3 separate regions of the Mus musculus genome follow, and regions 2 and 3 are each linked to region 1. Evidence: chromatin contacts called from public Hi-C data. All regions are on one chromosome and are shown on one strand. Each heading gives the region's core, a stretch centred on a gene start, on an enhancer-like site or on the middle of the called end of the contact. The rest is flanking DNA. Distances are from core to core; before and after follow the strand shown. Region 1 overlaps Dgki (diacylglycerol kinase, iota). Region 2 overlaps Creb3l2 (cAMP responsive element binding protein 3-like 2). Region 3 overlaps Dgki (diacylglycerol kinase, iota).

Evidence for each region. Hi-C and Micro-C count contacts between places; a contact is called where the count stands out from the background.
Region 2: a Hi-C map of cortical neurons shows a contact between it and region 1, with 2.2 times the contacts expected there. The contact joins two enhancer-like sites. A contact is called at or near these places in 2 of 39 promoter capture datasets (embryonic stem cells and second pharyngeal arch cranial neural crest), 3 of 15 datasets of contacts at CTCF or cohesin (the NIH/3T3 cell line and large pre-B cells), 78 of 484 Hi-C or Micro-C datasets (the AML12 cell line, the AtT-20 cell line, B cells and 43 more), 18 of 115 datasets of contacts at active chromatin or transcription factors (bone marrow-derived dendritic cells, cardiomyocytes, differentiating embryonic stem cells and 7 more) and 5 of 9 other capture datasets (adipose tissue, embryonic stem cells, embryonic tail and 2 more).
Region 3: a Hi-C map of the N1E-115 cell line shows a contact between it and region 1, with 2.9 times the contacts expected there. The contact joins two enhancer-like sites. A contact is called at or near these places in 1 of 15 datasets of contacts at CTCF or cohesin (large pre-B cells), 5 of 484 Hi-C or Micro-C datasets (the N1E-115 cell line, bone marrow-derived macrophages, embryonic fibroblasts and 2 more) and 1 of 9 other capture datasets (embryonic stem cells).

The regions. Positions count from the first base shown.
Region 1 is chr6:37,095,473-37,099,649 of GRCm38.p6, reverse strand. It overlaps Dgki (diacylglycerol kinase, iota), which reads left to right. Exons shown (of 34, transcript NM_001081206.2): 4 at 2,024-2,098; 5 at 3,346-3,402. Among named protein-coding and RNA genes, the nearest start is that of Gm52857, 190 kb to the right of the region's middle. Within about 2 kb of position 2,094, at least 39 of the 459 cell types and tissues checked have an H3K27ac peak or open chromatin away from gene starts, as enhancers often do. A contact at or near this core is called in the N1E-115 cell line, cerebral cortex, cortical glia and 4 more, where this site is marked.
Region 2 is chr6:37,327,904-37,332,080 of GRCm38.p6, reverse strand. It overlaps Creb3l2 (cAMP responsive element binding protein 3-like 2), which reads left to right. Exons shown (of 12, transcript NM_178661.4): 12 at 1-1,060. Among named protein-coding and RNA genes, the nearest start is that of Dgki, 30 kb to the right of the region's middle. Within about 2 kb of position 1,965, at least 50 of the 459 cell types and tissues checked have an H3K27ac peak or open chromatin away from gene starts, as enhancers often do. A contact at or near this core is called in cerebral cortex, cortical glia, cortical neurons and 3 more, where this site is marked.
Region 3 is chr6:37,275,112-37,279,288 of GRCm38.p6, reverse strand. The region is part of intron 1 of Dgki (diacylglycerol kinase, iota); the gene reads left to right. Among named protein-coding and RNA genes, the nearest start is that of Dgki, 23 kb to the left of the region's middle. Within about 2 kb of position 1,993, at least 58 of the 459 cell types and tissues checked have an H3K27ac peak or open chromatin away from gene starts, as enhancers often do. A contact at or near this core is called in the N1E-115 cell line, where this site is marked.

The sequences.
Region 1 (4,177 bases), core at 845-3,344:
TAGGAAAGAGGAGAGCAATGGCTATTTGTTTATGAGCATTCTAGTTATGACCATTTGCAATCCAATTGTATTATTGCTGCTGCTGTTTCAGGACTGCTGCTATCGCTGTGATTCTTCGGTTTCACATTCTTCCCCACATGGCTGTGTGTATTCTCCCTCCTCCCCTCCTTCCTCCTCTTCCTCCCTAGCCCTCCTTCTGGTTTTGGATGTAGAGGAAGACACTTGGAGCGATAGCCTTAGGTTCTGATTTTCCTTATCTTTCGTTGTCTGAAAAATTAGTTGCCAAACATACTTACTGTTCTACATCATGTTAGGAAGACCAATGCCAAGAGGGGGATCACACATTAAGAGCTCACAGACACACAGTGTTGTTGCTGAGGTGTTCTGTGCACTCGGCTGGAAGCTGGTGACTTAGTTATCAATGCTATCCACAGAGACTGATGTCTAGACTTGGATGATGGGTCCACAGAGGAAATAAAAAGTGACAGTTTCTTTTCTTCTACCTTCCCCAGCATCCCCAGGGCTGTCTGTCCCTCCAGGGCCCTGTCTCTACAGAAGTGTTAGGTGTGATCCACTGGGCTCCACTGTCCTTCCTCAGGGAAGCCAGCCATCAGTCACAGGTTGCCAGCAGTCTACACTGACACCTTCCAAATGCACAAGCACTCCCAGCCTTTCCCATGTGGGCTCTTTGATAATCTCTGTTATTATGAGTTTTTGTGCTCAAAATAGGTTTGGTGTAATATTTATTATAATATTTAATATTTATTTGGTAATATTTAGTTTATTAATATATATATGTATGCATATATGTATATTTATGTGTATGATGCTAGGTTCAAAACAGCTGTGTCTTAGCATGAAAAATAACAGCTAACCCATTAAATGATTTGTTATGTGGTTCCAATTCATCACCTAAGGGAGGCAAGCACTGGTTTGAAGAAGAGCCTGTTGAAGAAAGTAACTGTTTACAGTCTTTAGAAAGTTTAAGATCCTCACACACTACATGCTGCATTTGCTGCTGTGGTAGTTACTACCATCCAACAGAATTATCCCGGCAGGCAGCTCTTGCTCAGGCCTGTCCTTGTAGAGGCCTCTGCACATCCCTAGGCGATGCTGGCAGGAGTGACATCAGAAGCCCATACGGTCATCTCTCTACGTGCACCATGTTCGAGTGTTTAATCATTGGAGATAACATAGACCCCAGAAAGCTTTTCTCTGTGAATTTAAACGCGTGCCCAAAATCAAGGCTAAATTTGATGGCACTTAGGAGCCAGACACATTGGGTGTGCTGTGCCCTAATGGGGCGATCTTGGACCGGTCACTGGCTGCGTGTGGGTTTTCTTACCTGTGAAGCAGGGATAGATAAGGGCTATCCCTACTTCACAAGGCTGTAAAGGTTAAGTGAATGACCATCTGTGATGTGCCTGTCAGGGCATAGAGCAAGACCTGTATTCTAACCAGTGGCCCACGCTGTCCTTGTTGCTAGTGGTTTGTTATTGTTGCTTCCTGGGTGTGAATCCCGACTTGTAATCTCGCTCCTGAAGATTTGGGTAGAAACCCAAATAGCACCGACGAGATTTGTGCCTAGAACAGAAGCTTAAAGCAACCAGTCATGGAGATGCAGCCTCCGAGAGTATGGGTGGAATGCTTGTTTTGTACATAAGAATATTGACTCTGTCCCTCAAGAGTGAAGTTGGAATGTGTGAAAAAGTTTGAAAACGTAAGGACAGTGCTTGCGTTGTTCAGGCGTAGCACTTAAAACTGGTGTAACAGACTAAAGACCTTGGTTTATGTTATAAGCCCTCTTTGTAACAGGTATTGCTGTTATATTGCGAAGAAGCCTGTCTAGGCCACTGGTGTGCCTGTGGGTAGTTACCTTGACATGTTTAGGGGTTTTCAATTTGCTTAGTAACAGAAGCACTTACAATTTTGCTTAATTTAAGGAGTCTCGCGTTCATTCCAGGGAAGTCTCCAGAACAGCTTGCTAACACTTCTCTCCTGTATTTTGAATTGAATGTTGTAGAAATCCGCTCTCAGGAGGAAGTGTGCCGTCTGCAAAATCGTGGTCCACACAGCCTGCATTGAGCAACTAGAGAAGGTAAGCGAGCGCCACCTGCTGGCGAGTGTGTTGGCTTCGGTCACTTACCAAGATCTGGTGTCAATGTCTAACTTTTTAAAAAACAAAACCAAAAATTGTTGAGTTCAGGATGACTTACCAGAATAACAATGAAAAGACAATATATAAAGGTCAGCCATGGTCTTGTTTTCCTGGGTTTAATTTGATATTATGTTGCATTGAACTTTGGGAAAGCTTGGCAACACTTACAATAAGCCTTTTAAGATTGTAGCTTCCATATGTTTCTCTCGGTGAGTTCACATATTCCTAAAGGAGCTCGAAGGGAGAGTTAGCCAAGCCAGCCGAAAGCAGCTCCCAGATGCTGCTGCAGACCTCACGGGCAGCAGTTTTTGCTGGTGCAGCATGAAATGTGTGGCTAAGCCAGGAGTGGCATCCCAAGGGTGGTGTCTTGTCTCCAGAAGTGGATTCTGAACTGTCTATTCATTTACCATCTGGGGGGAAGGGCAGAGCTCTGCGAGAGAGCTGCTTGCTGCTCTCATTTATAATTCCTCCTCCGTGTCCAGGCGAGACACTGAGTGGGATCTATATTCGTGCGCTGCCCTTGGCAATCACGGTGGGACTATTTTAGCTTTGTACAATGTTTGCTTAGCTTCGCCAGCACCTCCAGCTGCTGTCAACCTATATCTCACAGCCATGCCTAACACTTGGACTAGATTTTTCTCGTCTGCACTCTACTTCACTTTATACAGGAGCAAAAGAGCTCACGAGGACACTTCTCATCCACAGAGCAAGGCAGTGCTGAGTCCTTTTACAGGGAATATCTGTGCGTGTGTTTGAATGGTTATCACAGCAGTTAGGACTTCTCAGGTTTATATTTTCTACTTTAAAAAAAAAAGCAAAAAAAAAAAAAAAAAAAACCCAACTTACCCGGATGACTTCAGCTGCCATGTACTTTACCTGTGACTTTGGTCTCCATTTTTCCAGATTCATGGGCTAAGAACGTTTTTGTTTGTTTGTTTGAAGTTAGACTGCATGGATGAGAATGCAGGACTGCCGACTGGAGGTGTGAAATGGCACTGTACCTCTGTGGATCGTCTAGTGAGATGCTTCGGGAGAGTAGGAGCAGGCTAGAACGGATTCCTTATTCTTCCTGGGCTTGGTTTATAGCCTTCATGTCTACCACTATTGGTTGCTTTCTGGTCTCAGGTAGCTCTCTTCAACCTGTTGCTCGTCACTAACATTAACATACTTTTCTCTTCAAATGGCAGATTAATTTCAGATGTAAACCAACATTTCGGGAAGGAGGCTCCAGATCGCCAAGAGAAGTGAGTTTTGTGAGTTGTTTCAGAGAGCACCTTGAACTCTCCTAGGTTCACCGAATCTCCCAGGGATTCACCTAGGATTGACAAATGAGGTCTGTCTCCCCTCATTATACAGCAGTTTCTTCTTAATGTGTCAATAAGGACAAAGAGTCTCCAAGATTCTTCGGTATACTGTACTTTATTCTGTCAGTGGAGTGGGTTTGGGAGCCAGAGTCTTAACGCATGAAATGGAAAAGTGGGGTTGGGGGAGTTCCCCATTATTCTAGACAGTTTAGAACTAGGGTCTGAGTTGTACTCTCTAGTCCACAAAAGGAGGATGAGGAAAAGGAGGGAGGGAGGGAGGGAGGGGGGGAGGGAGGGAGAGAGGGAGAGGGGGAAGAGGAGGAGGAGGAAGAGAAGGAGGGAGGGAGGGAGGGAGAGAGAGAGAGAGAGAGAGAGAGAGAGAGAGAGAGAGAGAGAGAGAGAGCCAGATAATGGGCTTTCTGAGAGATGTGGGCACTGATTGAATCTTTTAGGACTCTTCTAGGGCAAAGGGTGCGATGTGAGATACAGGGAGACAACCATTTAGACAGAAACAGCAGCAGCACATAAGCCTAGGTGAGAGCTTAGTAAGATGCATTACTTGGGAGGAGAGTTAGAGCTAGACAGTGGAAGTCAGGCTTCCACTTCCTTGGACGCAGGCTGGAAGTCATCAGGGATTTGCAGGTTCGCACTGCGCTATCTAAGTAGAATATATTATGCTGCCTGCAGTGTGGAGGGAACATCATGAGGGTCGATG
Region 2 (4,177 bases), core at 716-3,215, 230 kb before region 1:
TCTAGCCACACACATGCCACAGACATGCCAGGGAGTGGCAAAGCACTGACTCCTGAGCTCCCTTCCTCACTAGGACTCCAGTGTGACCCTGCACTGAGAGGACCAAAGCGTCATTGCAGTCTTCTCTCCACCCTGTACCCCGGAGTCCTGATTGGATGTCTGCAGAGGCAGATGGGGCTCCCACCATATTTTCAGGCCGCAAGTGCAATTCCTGAAGGCATCAGGCTCTTCTCTCCCAGGCTCTCCTGCCCACTGTGTTGTTTGTAGGACACCCCCACACCCACTCATACACAGCCTGCATCTCCACAGGACAATAGCTCTGTCTCCCTGGCCTCCCCTCCCCATTTGTAAATAGTATTTATTAGCTTGCTCAAGCTCCCAGCTGGCCATAGTGAAAAGATTTCCCCTTTCAACCAGCAAAGTCTTCTGTTGGCCTTTGGAACAGGAGAGTCCCCGGAATCTAGGACCCTAGTCTTTGTACTTGATGCCTTGTTTCCCCCCTTTTCTTCTTTAAAATTGGGGACCTATAACATCATCGCTGTTGCGGAATCCACTTAGGCATGTGTCCCCTGATGGATGAATACATGGGAATGGTGGATACTGTCTTCTGACTCAGGCTCTAGGCTCCATGGCTTCCTCTCTCTGGTCCTGCCACACAGAAGGAAAGCCCTGTCCAGGATAATGAGCGTTGCTGACACCCTTGCTAGCTTGTCCTGCCTACCTGCTTACCCCACTCCCTCACCTTCCTCCTTCCCTTCTGCCCTCCATCCACCTGCCTTAACTAATTGGGGCTGGAGTTGGTCATTTTTGTACACCCACAGTGGTACCTTTTACAGTCAGGTTTGGATACTTTGCAGCTCATCCAAAGAGACATAACTAAACCCTAAACTCTTTTTTTGTTGTTGTTGTTGTTGTTTTTTTTTTTTATGATTAAAAAGTAAAAATTGTAGTTTAAAAAATCCTTTCCTCTTTCATACAAATAAGAAATGGAAATTGCTCGTTTATTGTATAAGATAGAAGATTCGTTTAAAGTGTTTCCCCACCCCCACCCCCAGCTTGTAAAAGATTTTATGTAAGAAATGTGCTTACACTTTGTATTTTATTTTTAGCAGCAGCTAAAAGGCCTGTAGTTTTACTCTCTCTCTCCTCTCTCTCTCTCTCTCTCTCTCTCTCCCTCTCTCCTCTCTGTCTTCATCATCTTTGAGATCATTAGAGCCTGTATAAAGGGGATTATGGCCCTGCCTTCTATGTCACACATAGGATTTGGTGTCATTAGTGTTTGCTGTCATGCCCCATGAGTAGCTCCTTACTTGGTCTGCTCAGGGCATCCTAGGGAATGTTCCTTTCCCCCACTCCTCCCTCCCTACCGTGGTGGATTCCCAGCTGGCAGATGGCCAAGCTCAGGGCCACTGTGATCTTGGCAGCCCTCCTGTTTAAGGGGCTGCCACCCTCCCTTACAGGGTGGTGTATAGCCAGGGCTATACAAAAAGGGTGGCTAGTGACCTTTTCTCTCTCTTCTCTCTCTCTTCTCTCTTCTCTCTTCCCTTGATCTTCCTTGGCCTGGCCCATTCTGCTCTTTACAGTGCCAGATATTTATACATCATAAACTTAGGAAATGCCTAAAAGAGCCTAAGCAGGAAAAATCCTAGGGTGAGGCAATGTTTGCATGATGAGAGAGGAAGGGTTTGCCATAGAGAGCTGAAATGGGGATTTAGACTGATGTGTGCATTGGCTGAGCTGAACCTTGGTCTCTTGATGTCCCTGGAGAGCTGAGGTCGAGACCCCATTCATGCAGGAGGAGGAAGAAGGAAGTGTCCAGTCACATCCTTAGTTCTCAGAGGACTTTATTTTCCTCTCTACCTACTCTTTTGGGTGTCACTGTCTCCAGACAGCAGGGCCCTTTGTCTCTGAGAAATTAGCCATCCAGAATAGAATCTGTAACAAGAGACATGGGACATAAGCCAGAGAACTCAAACAGCCCTTTAAAGGAGCTCTCGGCAACCAACACTGCCACTCTATGAGAAAACCCTCTGCCCTTTACTGCTGCTGGCTTGCCGTCTGGGATGCTCAGTAGAGTCAAGGGACCCAGCAGAGATGCATGAGACAAGATGGATTGCGAGCAATTAGTGGATGTGTGCACTTTTTGTTCAGAGTTTAAGGCTAGGATATTGGTTTTTCCCACTGACTGAGCTGTCCTGCAAACCAGTCAATACCTTATGGTTATGTCTGAAGGTTTTAAATAGTGGTTGACCCAACACCTTGGACTGAAATTTTGAAAAGTTTTGAAAAAAGACTGCTAGACTTAGAGAGAGAAGCCAGAACAAATTCCGCTGGTTATATTTTCTACCTTGTAAACAGGTCAGCACCCCCACTACTCTTTTTAAAATCACTTTAGTGATGGAGATGTCTTGCAAAGATGTAGAGAACAAGGCCTCTTTTCCCTAGATGAGACCTGAGGAACCCAGTTGCCCCTTCCCCCCACCCCCTTTACAGCTCCCAACTTGGGTCCTGTAAATGGAGGTGTCATTGCCATCACCATCGCCAGCATTGAGGAAGAGCCTCTGAAGTGTCAGGACTTTGCAGTGTAGCTCATGCAAAGAGAGTGTTCTATAAAAATCTTGACAGCTGAACTCAGTTGCTCTTTCCTGGCAGGAGGTGGGGGTGGGATCTAACATGAGTGCAGGCAAAATTAGATAACCATTCGGTTCATAGAAATGATTCCATGCCTTGGGAAGACAGATTTGGGGCCACATTGTTTACAAACTATACACACCAGGTTAATAGACACCCCGTCTTAAGCACCAGCTCCTCTTGGGTGCCCCCAGAGCCCCTGCAACTGTTATCCACATACAACAGGGATATCGGACTGCTTTCTTCTTCCGGCTGGTACAGAATCTGTGTCCATCATTTTTCACTACAGGTCTTGTTAAAATTCTTTGCAGCACTTCGTGTCCCCTCACGTCCCATGTGCTCAGACCCAGAAAAAGCAGAACAGAATTAGAAGTGCCTCTGAGCCTTGTGAAGTGTGTGCGCAAGCCCCCATGGAGAAATGGAGACATCTTGTCCCCACCTGAGGAGTGGACATCTGCCTGATTCTTGCCAACACGAGGGGTGGAAATGGGAGAAAAAGCTTTTAGTTGCTAATTTGTTTCCGCTGAGCCAAGTGTTTGAGAAACCTGGACTAGAGCTTAGCACTCCCACTTGCAGCCTGGCAGGACCTGTGGAGCCATTAACGGCGGGGGTCTTAGCGAGAACCACTTCATTAGAGCACTTGCTGCAGAGGCAGAGAGCAGAGCCGCCAGGATAAATTCTGCTTCCACCCCACAAAGGCAGTCACAGGAGAGAGTGGAGAGAGCAGTAAGGAGGCCACTGGAAGGAGCCAGACACAGATTCTGGTTCATTCATTCATTCATTCCTTAGACATTTTCGGTTTTACAAAGGAAGAACAGGTTTCCTAAGGCCGAGGAAATCTTGGAGAATAAAAAAGGACTTGGAAAACAAGTCTTAGTAGTCATTCAGAGGACTCAAGTACTAGTGCTAGGTCTCTTTCCTTCCACTCTCTCTCTCTCTCTCTCTCTCTCTCTCTCTCTCTCTCTCTCTCCTAAGTACTTATTCATGCCTCTGATGTGCCTTGTATCTGAATCCAGGATGGCAGAGATCCCCTGTCCCTGGAAGGTGTCATATATTACTAGCTAGTATTAGGTTGAAGTTGGGGGTGGGGGCTTTCTCCGTAGGCTTGGGGATGGTTCCCTCAAAGTGAGCCACTATTAGATTTGCCCATCAGGGGAAAAGAAATGGGGTTATATCCATTAGGAAAATCCCATTTTATAGATAGAGGTGCAATCACATAAAAATGTGGCCAGGCAGGATTAAAGGTATTCTAAATCCTTACCACGGGGCATTTTCTGGATGCAAAGGCACTAGCCCATTTGAAAATTAATATTCCGTGCCTCTGGGCCAAGAGGTCAGCTTTCTGCACGAGGAGAAAAACAGTAACTGCTGTTTGTTACAGCCTGAAATCCAGGACGACCGCATTTTCTCTTGGTTTCTAAAAGGAAGGGAATCTTCCCGATTTTTCTAAGATGTTGAGTATTGTGTAAGTAAGCTTTGAGTCTTTGAACCTGATTGAAATGCAAAGCAAGGGTGACTCATTGTTAGGAGAAGTAAAGGCCACGGA
Region 3 (4,177 bases), core at 744-3,243, 180 kb before region 1:
ATAAGGCACTTAGAAAGAACCCTTTCATGTCCGGGAATATCTTCGGTTTCTACCTTCCCTCTTGACTGATAATTTTTTTTTTAGAATGTTCTTCTAGATGAGAAATAGACTTCCCAAAGTTTTCAGTGTAAAGTCTGACATCATTCGGACTTTTATTAAACTCTTGCTTTTTTTTCTTTCTTCCTGCTTTTTAAAAACATATTTTCTTTATATTTTCTATATAGAACATCAGAAGCTCATATGTCATCGTGGTTTCAAATATTCATGATGTTGGGGATGTTTTAGACTCTTTCAGATGGAAAATGTATTTCTCGAGAATTTTGCTATTATCTCTTGGGGCCTGGAAGACTTTTTTCCTCCCAGCTTCATCAATTGTTTTTGATTCTGTGCATTCTATATTGCATAGCTATTGCATCTGCCAAATTATTCCTCTAATCTTCAATTCATGTCTCATTATTCTGCTTTCTGGGAACAGGGTTGATTTTCTCTTTTTTTGCATCCCTCTAGTAGATTTTGAAGGCGTTCTTGTTTGTTTTGATTTTCATGGTAAGGTTTCTCTGTGTAGTTCTGACTGCCCTAGAACTCTACAGATCAGGCTGGCCTAGAACTCACAGAGATATGCCTGCCTCTGCCCCTCCCACCCCAGCGCAGCACTGGCCTTAAAGGCATGGGCCACAACCACCTACCATTTTAATTGTATATGTATATATTTTCTTATTAAAGTTCAGTCTTATTTATTTGTGATGATATTGAGGATATACAAGATTCACAAATTGGGCTAAGAACCCGGAGAACACTTCTCAATGTGAAATTTGTTTTGGTTTGATAAAAAATGGTCGCAACTGTGTGTTCAACATGCGGTGAAACATAATTATATAACTATCCTGTCTTTATTTTCCCCATTAATTAGTTCTTTTATTCACTTTGCATCCTGATCACAGCCACACGTCCTCCCAGTTCCCACCGCAAATTGCCCCTCCACCCCACCTCCCATTCTCCTCTGTGGAGACTCCCCCCCATACCAACCCCCCCTGGCACATCAAGTCAATACCTACACATTCTTACACTTAATTCTCAGGTGTCTCTATCTTGGCTGCATTCACTTTATTCTGCAGCATCCAAACTCCTCATTGTCTCCTGTACTACCATACCTCCTGTTTTCTCTGTCCTTTTGGCGGTCTCCTTTGGTTCCCTTATTGTGGTGCCAAAGAGAGTTCCTGGAGGTAGTGAGAATAAAAGGCCTTTGTCCACTTCTCCTTGGCCAACCAAGACTTTGATTTATTCTCATTTTCTACAGTGAAGATGATAGAAAAGTTAACGTTCATGAGCTTCCTTAGAATTTTTGAACAGAAAAGCAGCGTTTTTTTTTTTTTTTTTTTTTTTAGTGTGTTTTTCTTCTAAGGGATTTGGAAGAGTTTCGTAGGCTTTTTCATCTTTGTTAGAGTTTCTTTTGTAACCAGGGAGAAAGAGGTAGGTCATTTTGCATCAGTTTTGCAAGGAAAGCATCCAAGTAGAAGTACCACCATGACTTCCAGTGGCATTCAGCTTCAGTGTGGTTACATTCACGGGGCTTGCCATTTATTTGTGCCCATCAGCTGGTTTCTTAACCCTTTGAATGCCAGCACCCACTAATCTTGAGCCAAGGGTGTAAGAGCCTGCGCTTCTGGGTTTCTGAGAGGCCCTGAGATTTGTCAGTCTGCTAACAGCTCAGATGTCTTTCTCCCCAGACGCCCAGTTCCTCCAGCACCAATGAGGTGCCTGGTGTGGGATTTCTGAGGGAGTGTCACTGGGGACAGGCTGCTGCTAATCAGGTGCAAATTGGCAGAAGCTCAGGAGGGACCAGGCCCCAGTGGATGGCTCTGACATTTTCAGAGAAAGCTGGCTGTAGGCTGGAACTGGTGACTCCTCACCTCTTGGCCTGGCCTGATTCCTGGCTGGGAGGCCTGACACAGGGCTAGAAGGGCTGCTCTGGGCTCACACAGCCTCACCCTCGGAGCTCCTGCCAGCTGGCTGGTTTGGCTGGCTGGTTTTCTTTGCAAGAGGGAGAGGCCTTGATCAGTCATGGGGCTTTCCCAGTAAGTGCAGAAACAACCAGGAGGACCTCCAGCCCCCTCCCCCGAGACACCTTCACTGCAGTAGGCACACCAGTTGGTTAAGAGGGTAGGGATTGGTGGCTGAAAATCCAATATGAAAGGAGTTTCTTCCCGAAAGTGTGCCCATTTCCCATGAGACTCACTGTTTAGCACCTGAGTTCCCTTGTCAGCTGTCAGCTGCTCTTTTGACTTCTGTAGGAATTTTCACTTGAGGTTGTCCTTACCCAAGCAGTGAGTGGGAGGAGCTAGGAGCTATGCTGTGGTGGAAAGATGAGGCAGTAGGACGTGAAGTGTTGTGCAGGTGGTTAATTCTGTGGTTCCTGGTTTGTCTGGAAAAGCATGCTTCCTGAGACTTTCCTGGATATAGGCTGTGACCATTGGGAGAGTCTCTAAATTTACTTCAGCATCTCTCCTCCCCTCCCCTCCCCTCCGTTCCCCTCCTCTCCTCTCCTTCTCTTTCCTTTTCAAAGATAACTTATTTAATTTTAACCACTGAGCCGTTTCTCCAGCTCTGCATTACTATCTTCTCTTCTATTGTCTTTGTTTCCTTTAACTTCTAAAGAATGTGTAGCCTCATCCTCAAGGATAATAGAAACAACTGAAATACGGGCCCTGACTTAAAAACATTCAGGCATGTACATGTATGATATGATCTACGATACACAACTGATGCCTATGCCCACACACTGCCAGCTGTTTCGTATTACTGATAGCCGTCTTGGTGTCTCAAATGTTTGCCTGTCTCACACCATCAGTGACCTTGTTTCAGAGCGTGAGAACCATATAGACATTGTGCACACTTTTCATTACAAGGATGAGTCAGTGGGAGAGTATTTTGAGAAAATGACAGACTACTAAGCAACAAACCCTCTAAGACAAACTTCAGAACAAACTTCTGGCTCAAAAGCAACTGGGCAACTTAGAATAAAAGAATACAGACAGATATGTAAACAGCACAGATTTACACATGGTGAGAATGCTGTTAAAGCTGTGTGAAAAGCGTCAGGAGACAGCAGAGGAGGGTGCAGTGGTCCTCAAGACCAAGAGGGTAAGAGAGTTCTTTGCAGCAGAGGTGATGCTCAACAGATTGTTGAAGATTTATCATATGGGTAGTCAGGGTGATAGCATAGTCATGGGGGTGGGAGAAAGCATCATGCATTCCAGAACAAAGTTGTCCACGATACTAACATGTAGGAGCCTGAGTGTCTGGCAGGCTGTGGGCCTTGCAATGGACCAGGACAGATGATGGATGCTTGCCACACAGAATGTGGACACTATCTTTCTGATAAAAGAGTGTTGCGGTGGGCTGTGTGAAGAGCTGATAATTTGTTAAACCACAAGGCTGGGCTGTACCGCTTTTCAGATCCCATGGCATCTGAAATTCTGGGATTCTCTGTGTGGGTACAGGGTTGTGGATCTGGGAACACAGCTTTATTGGGGAGTGTGATTTGGTGTAACATCTGTGGGTAGGTGTTGGAATGTGGGCTGTACCCAATAGCAATATTAAAAATTACACCAAGAGCACTTGGTTCTGAGTTAAGCTGGAGCTTAAATATCCAAGACTCATTTCATCCTTTGATCACAGGCTGACAGTGGCTAAAGCACTTTTATCTGACTATGACTCAAAACTGTCACTTATAAAATGGAGATTTTCAATTCTGTGCAGCTAGGCATGCTTGCTTGGGGGTGGTGGAAGTGGAGGACCCACTTATTTGGTAATGGCTTTGTTATTTTGGCCATTTGATGTCAATATATTATTTTAAAGTTTTCCATTAAATTGTAATTATATTGTGACCATCAGCAAGCATGGAAAAGTGTGTGTGTGTGTGTGTGTGTGTGTGTGTGTGTGTGTGTGTGTGTGTGTGTATGCTCAATATGTTCATGCATTTTCCCTGAGTTTTCATTTATTTTTGGAAGAATCAGGCTGGGGTTAGGAAATGGGAATAGATACAAAAAATAGTGTTACACAAAGGCCTTGATTTCCAGCTGGGCTAAGTTAGAGAGATACCCGTGTAGTTGAAGGCACACACACTCTTGCACATCTAAGTGTTTTCTTGTGTTTGATTAACTTCAACACAGGGGAC